Linked DNA regions of Ovis aries: region 2 is linked to region 1. Evidence: chromatin contacts called from public Hi-C data. All regions are on one chromosome and are shown on one strand. Each heading gives the region's core, a stretch centred on a gene start, on an enhancer-like site or on the middle of the called end of the contact. The rest is flanking DNA. Distances are from core to core; before and after follow the strand shown.

Evidence for each region. A called contact is a pair of places that touch in the nucleus more often than the background predicts.
Region 2: a Hi-C map of hypothalamus shows a contact between it and region 1, with 4 times the contacts expected there. The contact joins the promoter of PPP1CB here to the enhancer-like site in region 1. A contact is called at or near these places in 8 of 16 Hi-C or Micro-C datasets (hypothalamus, liver, mesenteric adipose tissue and 5 more).

The regions. Positions count from the first base shown.
Region 1 is chr3:35,508,002-35,514,463 of ARS-UI_Ramb_v3.0, reverse strand. PLB1 (phospholipase B1) reads right to left here. Exons shown (of 59, transcript XM_042245932.2): 20 at 5,218-5,291; 21 at 3,500-3,543. Among named protein-coding and RNA genes, the nearest start is that of PLB1, 72 kb to the right of the region's middle. Within about 2 kb of position 3,468, at least 15 of the 54 cell types and tissues checked have an H3K27ac peak or open chromatin away from gene starts, as enhancers often do. A contact at or near this core is called in hypothalamus and liver, where this site is marked.
Region 2 is chr3:35,684,018-35,690,771 of ARS-UI_Ramb_v3.0, reverse strand. PPP1CB (protein phosphatase 1 catalytic subunit beta) reads right to left here and starts at 2,786. Exons shown (of 9, transcript XM_060413837.1): 1 at 2,561-2,786; 2 at 2,322-2,461. The coding sequence starts at 2,373.

The sequences.
Region 1 (6,462 bases), core at 2,219-4,718:
TTTGATAAGTGCCAAGGGGTGTTGGTGACAAAGCAGAGCCCCCCCCCACAGCCCTCACCCTTACAGTTCACTCGGCCCCCAAAGAAAATGTCCAGAAGGGCGATGCTGAGCCATGTGGGCAGCACACACAGGGGCTCAATGAATTGGTGCTGAATAAGTGCCGATCTGGCTCAGGTACTGCTCTCAGGTACTGCTCTCAGGCACTTTGCTTTTTCTCTAAATATATAATCACTTTGCTGAGATATAATTCACACAACATAAAATTCACCAAAGTACAATTCAATAGCTTTTAGTACACTCATACAGTTGTGCAACCACACCCCTATAAACTTTAGAACATTTTCATCACCCCAAAAAGAACCTTGGTATTAATTAGCCGTCTCTCCCCATTTCTACCAGCCCTATCAGTTCATTTCAGTAGCTCGGTCATGCCCGACTCTTTGCAACCCCATAGACTGCAGCAAGCCAGGCTTCTCTGTACTTCACCAACTCCTGGAGCTTGCTCAAACTCATGTCCACTGAGTCAGTGATGCCATCCAACCATCTCATCCGCTGTCATCCCCTTATCCTCCTGCCTTCAATCTTTCCCAGCATCAAGGTCTTTTCTAATGAGTCTGTTCTTGGCACCAGGTAGCCAAAGTACTGGAGTTTCAGTTTCAGCATCAGTCCTTCCCATGAATATTCAGGACTGATTTCCTTTAGGATGGACTGATTTGATCTCCTTGCAGTTCAAGGGACTCTCAAGAATCTTTTCCAACACCGCAGTTCAAAAGCATTAGTTCTTCAGCACTCAGCTTTCCAGCCCCATGGCAACCACTAACCTCCTTTCCATCTCTATAGGTTTGCTTACTCCGGACACTCATAAGAATGGAACCGTAGAATACAATGTCTTTTGTGACTGGCTTCTTTCACTTAGTGTGTTATCAGTTTCCATCTCTGTTCTAGCATGTATTAGTACTTCATTCCTTTTCATTGGCAAATAATATTCTATTGTATGGATATAATTGTTCACAATATTCTCTCATAATCCTTTTTATTTCAGTAATAGCATCTCCTTTTTCATTTCTGATTTTCAGGCTCTATTCCCCCATCTACTCTGGCCAGTCTACCTGCTGCCAATTTTGTTCAGCTTTTCAGTCTCACTCATTCTAATGCCTTTACCATGCTGGGTCCACTCTTTTCATTTTGCATTCTGCCCACAACTTGGCTGAGAACTCCTGCAAGCAGATTGATGGTAGGGACCAGATAATCTATGTGGAAATAATCATATAGCCATGTGTTGGAAAACTTGTGAAAACACAGGGTCAGAGCAGAAGCATAAGGTCAGCGGTCCCAGAGCCTCACATGTGCTCAATAAATGTTTATGGATTGAAGAATAACTCAAAGTTCAGAAAGGCTAGGAAAACTGTTAAAAGTCATACAGTTACTAAGCATAGAATCCTAAGCTAGAAACCTAGTCTTGCAGCTCTAACACAGGGTATTTTTTCCAGACCTACAATCTTCTCGGATGTGGGAAAGAACTGGCTAGGTATCAGTCCGGACTTTCAGGCACCATGCCATCCAGCAGGGTGCTCTCTGCAACCAAGCACTGCTACAGGGCCTGTGTAACCCAGAGGGACTGAACTCATTCCCTGTGGCTCTGGGGACATTGTACGAAGGGATGATAGCTACTCTGATTTCTACTCATTAGAAGGAAGCATTGTGAGATCACTAGAGAGCTAGCTGAAAATGGAAGGGATTATCCTAGACTCCTCATTACTGGAAGAATCCATCTCTGGCGACCTAGGTATTATCAGGAATATCACAGAAAGGCACTAGTCACTGGGCAGGGTGAGAGCTTGCTGGGGCATGCAGTTGCCTCTGCCGAGAACGTTCCATTCCCTTTCCTTATCTGATGAATTCCAGTGCTTAAAGCCCCGCTTTCAAAAGGCAAGGTTAACAACTTTCTTATTTACTTTCCCCTAAACTTGGTACGTGGCAATAATGATTGGTATGCGTGTCTGTCTTTAGGGAGACATGGCCCTAAACAGACATTAGTAATGTCATCAGGGCAGGGGCCTTGTCTAATTGTCCTGTTTCGCAAGCATCCAGCACAGGAGTATTTGCTGGATTAAACTGAAGAGGGAGTTGAATTGAGCTTCCGCTCTGACCCTATGTTTTCATAAGTTTTCCAACACATGGCTATACGATTATTTCCACATAGATTATCTGGTCCCTACCATCAATCTGTCTTCACAGCTTTAGTAAGGAAGTCTGAATAGGCCATGTTCCACTGCTGAGCTAAGCTTGTCAGGGGCATCCACCTAAGGCGTGACTTTTTCTCAATTTTTCCACGAATCATTTTAGTGGACGACCTTGAATCGGATGCTTTCCAGTCATGTTATTGACCACAACTGCATGGCAATCAGAGAGCCCAGCAAAGCGTGGTGTACACTAGCCCAGCTCACAGCCCAGTCAATTACATTCACAAAAGCAACGCCAACCATCTCCTCGCAATAGTGGAGTTTATTCATAGCTCTTTTGTGTGGACCTAAAAATAAAGAAGACAAGGGGTACTTGTGCCACAGAACCGTACCTACTTACACTCAACAGGATTTGCGAATAGCAAGAACAGATAGCCCATGAAGTCCAACCAGTTCTGCTTGTGTAGCAATCAAGCCATCTTTATCATCAAAGTCTGACTTTAGAGCTGAAACTGCTAAAGTTAATTTCTTAACTGCTAAAGATATATTACCAAGGGATAATTACAAGAAAAGCAAACGAGAACGGGACCGATTAAATTCCGCTCTGGCAAAATTGTTAGCCAGAAGATTTTGAGGGAAAATAACACATATTTTATGAGTGCTTTGAGAACAAGCACTGTGTATGCACTAAGGAGAATGAAAAGATGAATAAGATAACACCACTGAAAGAATGTAGTCAGGCTTAAACAAATCGTTCCAAACAGGTTGTTGATGAAGCAATTTAAGGAAAATGCTGCGCCCCAAATATTGCTGTGTTTGCATGGCCTGAACAAGGTAACTTCACCTCTGCTGCTGCCATCGCAGCTTTCCCTAAACCGGACACACAGGAATTCAACGTCTTTGTATGCAGTGGTGCCTAACGCAGTCCAAGCCTAAGCCAACGCCTCCCAGAAATGTACTCTGGTCAGAATGACAGGCAAAGCAGAGAGGGGTTTCCTTTCCTTCCTTCTTCAATCACTGCTTAATAATAACTTGCACTAAGAGCTGGATGGAGCATTCTTTCTCTCTTACTCTCTTCCTTCCTCAGACAAATACAATTTCTCTTTTTTTAAAAAAAGAAAAAATCTGCAAGGCTTTAATTACTCTCAAGAAGCAGAGCGAGGAGACCGTCTTGGGGAAGCAGCGCCCCCTGCCGAACACGGCTGTCTTCTGCAGCCCGGTTCCCTGCTAAGCCCATGGTCACCGCCAGGGGGAGCTGCCGAAACGCGCAGGGCTGCGGCGGGCCCGCCCCGAACCCCGGGGGAGCGCGTACTCACTGGGCAGGGTGATGACGCTGCTGAGGTTCTGGTCGCCGCCCACACTACGTCGTCGTCGTGGGGACAAAAAAGAAAATGAAGGTTAAAACTGCCAGCAACGCTGAAACACCCCAGACACTAGCAAGACACACCTTCCTCCTTCTGAGAAACACTCAAGGGGCTTGGGTCTTTCCCTTTCCTCATTATTTCTATAGAAAAACTGAAAAAAAAAAAAAAAAAAAAACAAAACCCAGAACACAGCAACTTTTCTCTACTTGCCCCACAAACCAGAATGTCCAAATAAAAAACTTGTTTAAACCGACGGGGCTGACATTTGTTTTTTAAGTTTGAGCTTTAACCTCGAGGCAAGGGAATTAAGTGGGCCCCTTCATTAAAAAGAAAAAAAAAAAGTTTGCCCTCATGGTTTTCTTCCTGTTTGGCTTGGGGAAAGTCTTTAAAGGGTGTCTTCTAGAGAGCCTTCTCCATCTTCCAAACCACTTCTAAAATTCCAAATCAAAGTTGGATGGGTTTCTAGGCATGAAAATACACAGCGTTCCAAAGTTGATTGGATTCCCTGCTTTTCCATATCTCCTCGTTCTCTGCCAAGTACGTCTGGGAACATTTCAAAGGTTCCCAAAACGGTGTGGGGTTTAACTCTGCGGAGCATCATCAGGGAGGAGGCCAGGGACTCAGCACTCAGGTCCAAGCTGGTGCCAGAGATGATGGATTGCAGGCTGAGGAAACACCACACCTGCCCTCTCATGTTGGCATGCGCCAGACTTTCAAAGGTGAAGCTGTAGTGGTGCTCACCACAGTCCGCGGTGCCTGGATTTGATTACAGGCGGAGCGGGGCCAGCATGCACAAGATATATATACATGATTAGGAGAGGTGCTGGATTAGGGGTCAGGAGCCATCTACCCTACTTTTTGCTCCTTTATCATCTGTGTAATCTTGGACAGGTTACTTGTCCTCTCTGAGCCATGCTTCTCGTCTGTTAAATGAAGGCCCTTCAGTAGTGATCCCAGCTATGATTTTTACCTTCCTTTCTGTCAGGCACTGTGCTAGGCATTTAAATTCTCTCTAAGCCTCGTGACCTGGGCACTTGTGGTAAAGAACCCGCCTGCCAATGCAGGAGACTTAAGAGATGTGGTTTTGGTCCCTGAGTTGGGAGATACCCTGGAGAAGGGCCTGGCATTCACTCCAGTATTCTTGCTTGGAGAATCCATGGACAGAGGAGCCTGGTGGGCTACAGTCCATGGGGTCGCACAAAGTCGTACGTGACTGAGGCGACTTAGCATGTAAGCCTCGTGACAACGCTAAGCCAGTATTATCGTCTCTGCATCAAAGATGAGACCAGTTCAGAGAGGTTGAATAACTTGCCCAAGGTCACACAGAGCAGGCAGCTGGGACTCAGACACAGCCATGGTTCTGACGGCTGCTGCCTCCTTCTGAGACTACCGCCCAGAGGGAGAAATGGAAGCTCAATCTTTTCCAGCCCAAATGTTTGAGTAGGTTCTCCCCTAAACTCCTCCTGTTCAGATCCAGACTTGTTTGGGAGAAAATAGTGGTATGGGAAAGCTGATAAATACCTTCCTTAAATTAAACCTAGAAATTCTCATGGAAAAGCACCAGGTGACTCATCTCTCTGCTAGAGAACTTGTTTTCTACATGCTCAGGGAGATCCTCCCCTGTCCTGTGACGACGAGGCATCTCTGGGCCTCGCCACGGCCATACTCACCTCCAGGACAGACCTCGATACTGAGTCAAGACGTCTAGGACGTTTCCAGGCTTGGACCCGGCCCCGTTACCTGCCTGAAAAGAGAACAACACGGGGGTAATTTTCTTGCCTGCTCACCAGAGGGTCTGTGTTCTTGTCCTGGCCAGGCCAGAATGCCAAGCCCTTTAGAACCGAGAGTCTTGACAGCACCATGTCTTGATGTGAATCCTGCCTTGTCAGAAATGAGTGCAAGCTCCCGCTGGGAATCCTGGAACCCACCCTGGGAAACCATGCCCAGACACCAGGCTGGCAAAAGTGCTCTGGAAATTAGACTGCAGCGTGGTTTTCCAAAGGAATCATTTCAGGGCCCCATTTTTCTAAAAGCTGTGAACTATATCATAAAAGGAAGTATATTATAATCCTTTGATATGAATAGATCTCTCATACGTACAATGTGAAAAATTAAAACGAAATGCCATGCACCTGCTCCTCCGCTACAGAAAGAGCAGAGTCTTTTAAAACCACTATGCGACACACTGCAGGTTCGTGTCCCTTGCCTGACGCCTGTTATTTCTGAGACAAGCCATTTCAAGGAAGCAGGGGAAGGCTGGCCTCCAGGAGAGGTGTCCCCGCCTTTGGGGCAAAGAGTCGTGAGGGGTCATGGAGAAGAGGGCTACGGGACAGAGACAGGACTCTGGCCTCAGAGTCAGGGCCTGAGAGTTCTGTCCGCATCCAGCACTTACAGCCTCTGTGGCCGTGGTACTCACTTTCCCTCATCCAGCTTCACCTTCTTTGTTGGTTTAAGTTTGAGGAGATATGTCACAGGATTTTATTGAGGAAACTGAGTGAGATCATATCAATGTGAACAGGCCACAGACATGATAGGTGTCAGCTGGTAGCTGGGGGGGGGGGGGGGCGGAATTCAGCTGGAGGCCCTTGACCTTACTGACCTGGAGAGCAGAAGCTGGACTCCTCTGTAATGAGCTGCTGTGGACCGGAAGCAGGGACCCCTGCCTCCCACCCCGGTGCTCTAAGGACTTGATTATGCTTTTTCTGGATCACTCTTTGTGGGGACTGGGAGGTCACCACGGGGCGGCTGCAGACATAGGCTGGATCATCTTTAGTATTTCCATCTCTTCCCCTGACCCTGGTTTTTCACCCCCTCAATTAGCACTAGTTCCTGTTGCATCATCGCATGGCCCTCGGCACGATCCCTTAGCTTTCCTACGTGGACAGAACAAAGCATCTGGTCTTTGAAGGGGCCCT
Region 2 (6,754 bases), core at 1,537-4,036, 180 kb before region 1:
TATACTAAAAGTATTATAGCTGACTGGTAATCTGATGTAATAAAAAGAAAAAAATAATCGAGACTATGTTATGGAACTACAATCAACATTTTAAAATGAGATTAAATATTGCTGATCAAGTTCTGTACTTTCATTTAATACTAAAGACAAACCAAAAATTTAACTATAGCTATTCTGCTAAGCAACCTCACTTGAATTTGAGTTACTTTTAATTAAAATGTAATGTCACTGAAAATCAAGTGATTTTTATTTGGAGACTAAAAAAATTTATTTCAATACTAAAAGTAACTACTTTCTAGAAAATCCAAGTCTGTTTTGGATGTCTTTGGACAGGTCTAGATTTTGCAAAGGAGAAAGGGGCCTGGAGAATTAAATCACTTGTATAAATTGAGAATTCCCTGAATGAAGAGACAGTGTCTTGTCTTTGCATTCCTGGTGACTGGCACAAAGCAGGTCAGTAAATTCTTGCTAATTTAAAAGGGGAAAATGTCTGGAAAACGATCATCAAAAACCAGAACCGAACACTGATGTAATTCAAATTCAAAGAAACAATCACTTAGCCTATTTTCCCCACCGTATCTTTCTCCTAGTAGCCTTGAACAATCGGTGAGTGAAGTTTCTTAATTATGTATAATCATAAAATCATCTCACTTAAGACATCCCACATCAAACATTTAAAAATACATAAGTTTATCTTGTCTTATGCCTATAAAGTATATAAATAAGTATATGGAAAACAAAAATGAAGAAGTTGGATACAAGCATCATATTTTTAAATAAATTTACAAGCCAAGTTCATGATGAGCATAAACTTCTCCCAAAGTTAACAAGATATTAAAATTTTTAAACAGCTACATTTCCCTCTCAGAACAACAAATAATTAAACAACAAAAAAATTTTCCCCTCAAAGCAAATGTCTCACACCCAGCAAGATGTTCACATCTGTTAAAATCCACAAAGTCTTAAACAGTGAAAACTGACTGCAGGCACCAGGGGGCCTCCCAGGAATAACTTAATAGTAAAGGAAAAAGCAAATAAGAGTTCCTGGTAAAACTTTGCTTCTTATTCAGTCTTAAAAGACACTCAGTCTCACACTGCTGGAAGACTCACATCTGCAGCAAATTTACTGTAGTTTGCTACACAACCGGTATACACAGAAACTGATGAGATACCGACACTTCGGCCAAAAAAAGGAACCAGCGCCCTCCCTTCCGCCCCCCAACCATACAATCTTCTGTGATGCTTTTCCATCACAGTAAGCACATACTGTTTCACTGTGAAAAATAATTATCTTCAGGAAATTCGAAAGCAAGTAACAACGTCTATGTAATCCTGCCACAGTTTCTGACAGAGAGGACTCTAAATCTTTTTTTTTTTTTTTTATGGGTCAATTTCTTTTCTACTCACTCACAAAGCAGTTAGTGATGACGCAAATGTTGGGATAAAGGCATTCGCGGGCAGAAGACCGCGATGGACTTTGAATAATATCCTGGCCTCTCCATCTCTTCCTTATCCCTCAATCCCCAACCCTAACATAAAACTATCCAATAAAAACAGAAGGGCCCAGAAACTTCAAAAGCTGCGAAGACTTGCAAAGACCCTTTAAACACAACAGAGGCTTTACAATCGACCTCTCCTAAGTTTGTGCAGAAATCAAATCCTGCTCAAACCTGTTAAGATTCTCAAATTCGAAAACTAATCCCTACAGCAAACGTGTGTCTACATATTTCTGGCGTGCTTCTTCGTCTCGGTCAGACCTGTTTTACTATTTTTTAAAGCTAAATTAGACATGGGAGGTACTCACGCTAGTGTTATCTTCTCCCTAAATAGTTCGTCCTGTAGGATCATGTAAAATTTGCTGAACAGATCAAACAGTTTTCCCAGGTGGATTTTAAAAAAAAATTTTTTTCACTCCCAGAACAAGAATCGGGAGGCAGCCAAGGGCAAGGCACAAAGAGCACAGAGGAGAAACACACAATTCGCGGGCATACAATGCATCGGAGCACGCATCCCGGCCCACTCCTTCTGGGAAGGGTCACCCCACGCCCCGGCCGCGCGCCGCCGTGCGGGTCCCCGAAGGTCCGCGGGGCACTGCCCGCCCGCGGGGACGGCCCCTCTCGGCCGGCCTCTCTCCCGGAGGCCGCTCCCCCGGCCCACCAGCTTCTTCGCCCCCATCCTCGGCGGCCGTCTCGGGGCGGGAAAAGCGGGGAAGCGGACGGCGGAGGGGGTGGGGTGGTGTTCCCTCGGGCTCCAGCGCCCGAGGGACCAGGAGGGGTAAGGGAGAGCGTCCCCTCCCCGCGGCCCGCCGGGCCCCGACTCACCCTCCAGCAGTCGGGTAATAAGGCTGTCCACGTTCAGCTCCCCGTCCGCCATCTTGTCGGCACCAGACGCTCCTTCCCGGCAGCGGGAACAAGGGCTTCTCGGCGGCGGAGTCTGCGGCGACCGCTCGGCGTGCCCTCACCTACAAGTCACGCGGCGTTTCGACCCCAACTCCAACTCCCCCTTCCCCCAGGCCCTCCCCCCCACCCCGTCCCCACCTAGCTGCGGAGCTCGCACACACTCGGAGGCACCCACGATAAATAAATAAATAAACAAGCGGAGCCCCCCACGAACCGGGCCGCGTCAGACCCAGCCGCCGCCGCCGCCACCTCCTCCTCCTCCTCCTCCTCGGCACCGCCCAACTCCGCAAAGCTCACCAGCGCCGCCGACGGCCCCACCCGCAGCGCCACTCACTCCACACCGCCCTGCCCCGCCACCGCGCCACGCAGCCCCCCGCGCAGGCGCACGGCGTACTCGCCTCGCGGCCCCGCCTCACCCACCCCCTGCCCTCGCGCAATCGCACTGGACTCGGTTCGCCCGCCGCCACCGCCGCCGCGCCGCACCGCCCGCTTCGCGCAGGTGCGTCGCCCTTCCTCGCCAGTTCCACTGCGCTGAATCTCAGCGGCTGCGCAGGCGCCCCGGAGGCTCCCAGGGTTTGCTGGGCTGGGGAAGCTCCCATTACGCAGAGCGCGCGTAGGCAGTGTTGACCTTCCCGCCTCCTAGCTGGCCGGGCCCCGGCGCTACGCAGACGCGGTTGTGGCTGTTCCCGCCTCGCTTTTCTTTTCTTGGTTTCAGTCCCTGATTTGGCAAGCAATTCCTCGTTTTCAGTAAGCGGGAAACGTGGACTGCTGTTACCCATGTTTGAAGCTGGATTTGTCCGTTTGGAAAACGAGAAGGGGTTTTTCTACTGGAAAAGTTTGACTTTGCAAATAAAGGGTTTTATAATCCAGCGGTTCCACAAGGTTGGTTGCCAAGTGTACGTGGATGAAATAAATTGAAAAGGGCCTTGGGAGGGTCAGCAATAAAAATATTTCACATGAGTTCCGCTGTCTGCTTTCTTTAGATCTCTTTCAAATACGTCTTAAATTCTGTGGCTGCTGTTTTTCACAGTGCATTTAGCAACAAGAAAAATACTTTCATTATATGGCTTAATCATTCTACCGTGTGATTTTGCATTTATCTCCTACACTCGACTGTGAGCTACACGGTAAACCCAGTTTATCTTTGTGTTTTCAGCTCCTGCCACATCTGGTAATGTAGAAGAGAGGGACAAAGAAACACTGAGGCTCAGAAAGCTTGGTTGCTCCTCTCTTCTTTCCATCACATAATTCTGCCTCTAGAAAAGCAGGGGGAAGAGCAGCCACGCAAAAGATCTAGATAAGCCAGAGTTTTTGGCCTGTTCTCAGAAGTGGGTCAGAGGCAAAGTCTTTAATCATTCCTCAGGTGTTTGTCCAGAAACTTAAGATACTGTTTCAAGCTCAAGGCAGTGCTCCCCCCACTCTCATATCACCAATAATAACTAACATTTTTGAGATCCCTGTATGTGCTCAGGCACGGTTTTAAATGTTATACAACATGTGTTGTTTAATCCTTACACTAGCCCTATGAGGTAGGTACTATTATTATCTTTACTTTGTAGATGGGATTTATTGAAACTCAGAATGGTTAAGTACCTAGCCCCAATTCAGTGGCAGATCTGGGATTCAAACCCAGGCATCTAGCACCAGTGTCTGCACTGTCAACAGTTGTGATATACTCCTCCTCAGTGTGTGATCTGAGATGCTTAAAATATGCGTGTGCTGTATCATAAACGCTGATAACAGAAATCATAGATTTTTTTTTGGGGGGGGGGGGAGGGGAGTGAAGCATTGTCCAAATAAGGATTTTATGATGGTTCAGATGACTTATAGAGATAGGATTTCCTAATCATGAACTTCCAGATGTTCAAGCTGGTTTTAGAAAAAGCAGAGGAACCAGAGATCAAATTGCCAACATCTGCTGGATCATTGAAAAAGCAAGAGAGTTCCAGAAAAACATCTATTTCTGCTTTATTGGCTATGCCAAAGCCTTTGACTGTGTGGATCACAATAAACTGGAAAATTCTGAAAGAGATGGGAATACCAGACCACCTGACCTGTCTCTTGAGAAACCTATATGCAGCTCAGGAAGCAACAGTTAGAACTGGACATGGAACAACAGCCTGGTTCCAAATAGGAAAAGGAGTACATCAAGGCTGTATATTGTCACCCTGCTTATTTAACTTCTATGCAGAGTACATCATGAGAAATGCTGGGCTGGAAGAAGCACAAGCTGGAATCAAGATTGCCGGGAGAAATATCAATAACCTCAGATATGCAGATGACACCACCCTTAAGGCAGAAAGTGAACAGGAACTGAAAAGCCTCTTGATGAAAGTGAAAGAGGAGAGTGAAAAAGTTGGCCTAAAGCTCAACATTCAGAAAACTAAGATCATGGCATCTGGCCCCATCACTTCATGGCAAATAGATGGGGAAAGAGTGGAAACAGTGTCAGACTTGATTTTGGGGGGCTCCAAAATCACTGCAGATAGTGACTGCAGCCATGAAATTAAAAGAGGCTTACTCCTTGGAAGAAAAGTTATGACCAACCTAGACAGCATATTAAAAAGCAGAGACAGTACTTTGTGAACAAAGGTTTGTCTAGTCAAGGCTATGGTTTTTCCAGTGGTCATGTATGGATGTGAGAGTTGGACTGTGAAGAAAGCTGAGTGGCGAAGAATTGCTGCTTTTGAATTGTGGTGTTGGAGAAGACTTGAGAGTCCCTTGGACTGCAAGGAGATCCAACCAGTCCACTCTAAAGGAGATCAGCCCTGGGTGTTCGTTCTTTGGAAGGAATGATGCTAAAGCTGAAACTCCAATACTTTGGCCACCTCATGCGAAGAGCTGACTCATTGGAAAAGACTCTGATGCTGGGAGGGATTGGGGGCAGGAAGAGAAGGGGACGACAGAGGATGAGATGGCTGGATGGCATCACCGACTCGATGCACATGAGTTTGGGTGAACTCTAGGAATTGGTAATGGACAGGGAGGCCCGGCATGCTGCAATTCATGGGGTCGCAAAGAGTCAGAAACGACTGAGCGACTGAACTGAACTGAACTGAACTGAACCCCGTTTTGTCTAGCTTTCTCTCCATTTCAAGATTTAGCATGTACATTGGTGGCGAACACAGACCAGGTGACAATCTCTTAGAGTGATCCTGTCTGAAATAGTTTTCATTGATTCTTACTGCTGCCAGATCATCCTGGGGCCTTTAGGAGTGAATGAATGGATCCTCATGAAACTCTTTTATTAATGAACATTAATTTATACCTGTTTTATTCCAGAAGAAGAGATTTAAAGTAGCTTATATAAACACATGCAATATGATCAATTAAAATAAGTACAGAGAATAATAGCACAAAAGAAAACTGAGGGAGAGATCATGGTAAAACTAGCAGTATTGTATGCAAAATGCATGGCATAAGGTCCTTTTGGTTTGCTAGGGATAGGTCACAAGTATGGTTCTAAGCTTTCTAGTGACCAAGGAAAATTGCAATCAGTCAGCAGCAAGTGGAGTAAGTGTTCTGGCTGAACTGGATCTGGAACTTGAGTAGACCAGCTTATGGACTTAGATGCCGCTTTCCCAGATCTCTCCACAAGCCTCTAAGACTAACAATCCTTTAGAACACTTAAAAAGTGTCTTTTTATCCTCCACTTTTCATGGGACCCATTGCTGTTAAGTTGACCAGTCGTGTCTGACTCTTTGTGACCCCATAGATGTCAGGTTTCCCTGTCCTTCACCATCTCCCGGAGCTTGCTCAAACTCATGTCCATTGAATCAGTGATGCCCTCCAACCATCTCATCCTCTGTCATCCCCTTATCCTCCTGCCTTCAATCTTTCCCAGCATCAGGGTCTTTTCCAATGAGTCGACTCTTTGCTGTCAGATGGCCAAAGTATTGGAGCTTCAGCTTCAGCATCAGTCCTTCCAGTGAATATCCAGGCCTAATTTCCTTTAGGATTGACTGGTTGGATCTCCTTGCAGTCCAAGGGTCTCTCAAGAGTCTTCCCCAACACCACAGTTCAAAAGCATCAATTCTTCAGGACTCAGCCTTCTTTATGCTCCAACTCTCACATCCATACATGACTCCTGGAAAAACAATAGCTTTGAGTGTACGGACCTTTGTTGGCAAAGTAATGTCTCTGCTTTTTAATATGCTGTCTAGGTTGGTCATAGCTTTTCTTCCAAGGAGCAAACGTCTTTTAATTCCATGGCTGCAGTCACTATCTGCAGTAATTTTGGTGCCCAAGAAAATAACTGTTTCCAGTTATTAAGGGAAACACTGTTTCCATTGTTTCCCCATCTATTTGCCACCAAGTGATGGGACAGGATGTCATGATCTTAGTTTTTTGAATGA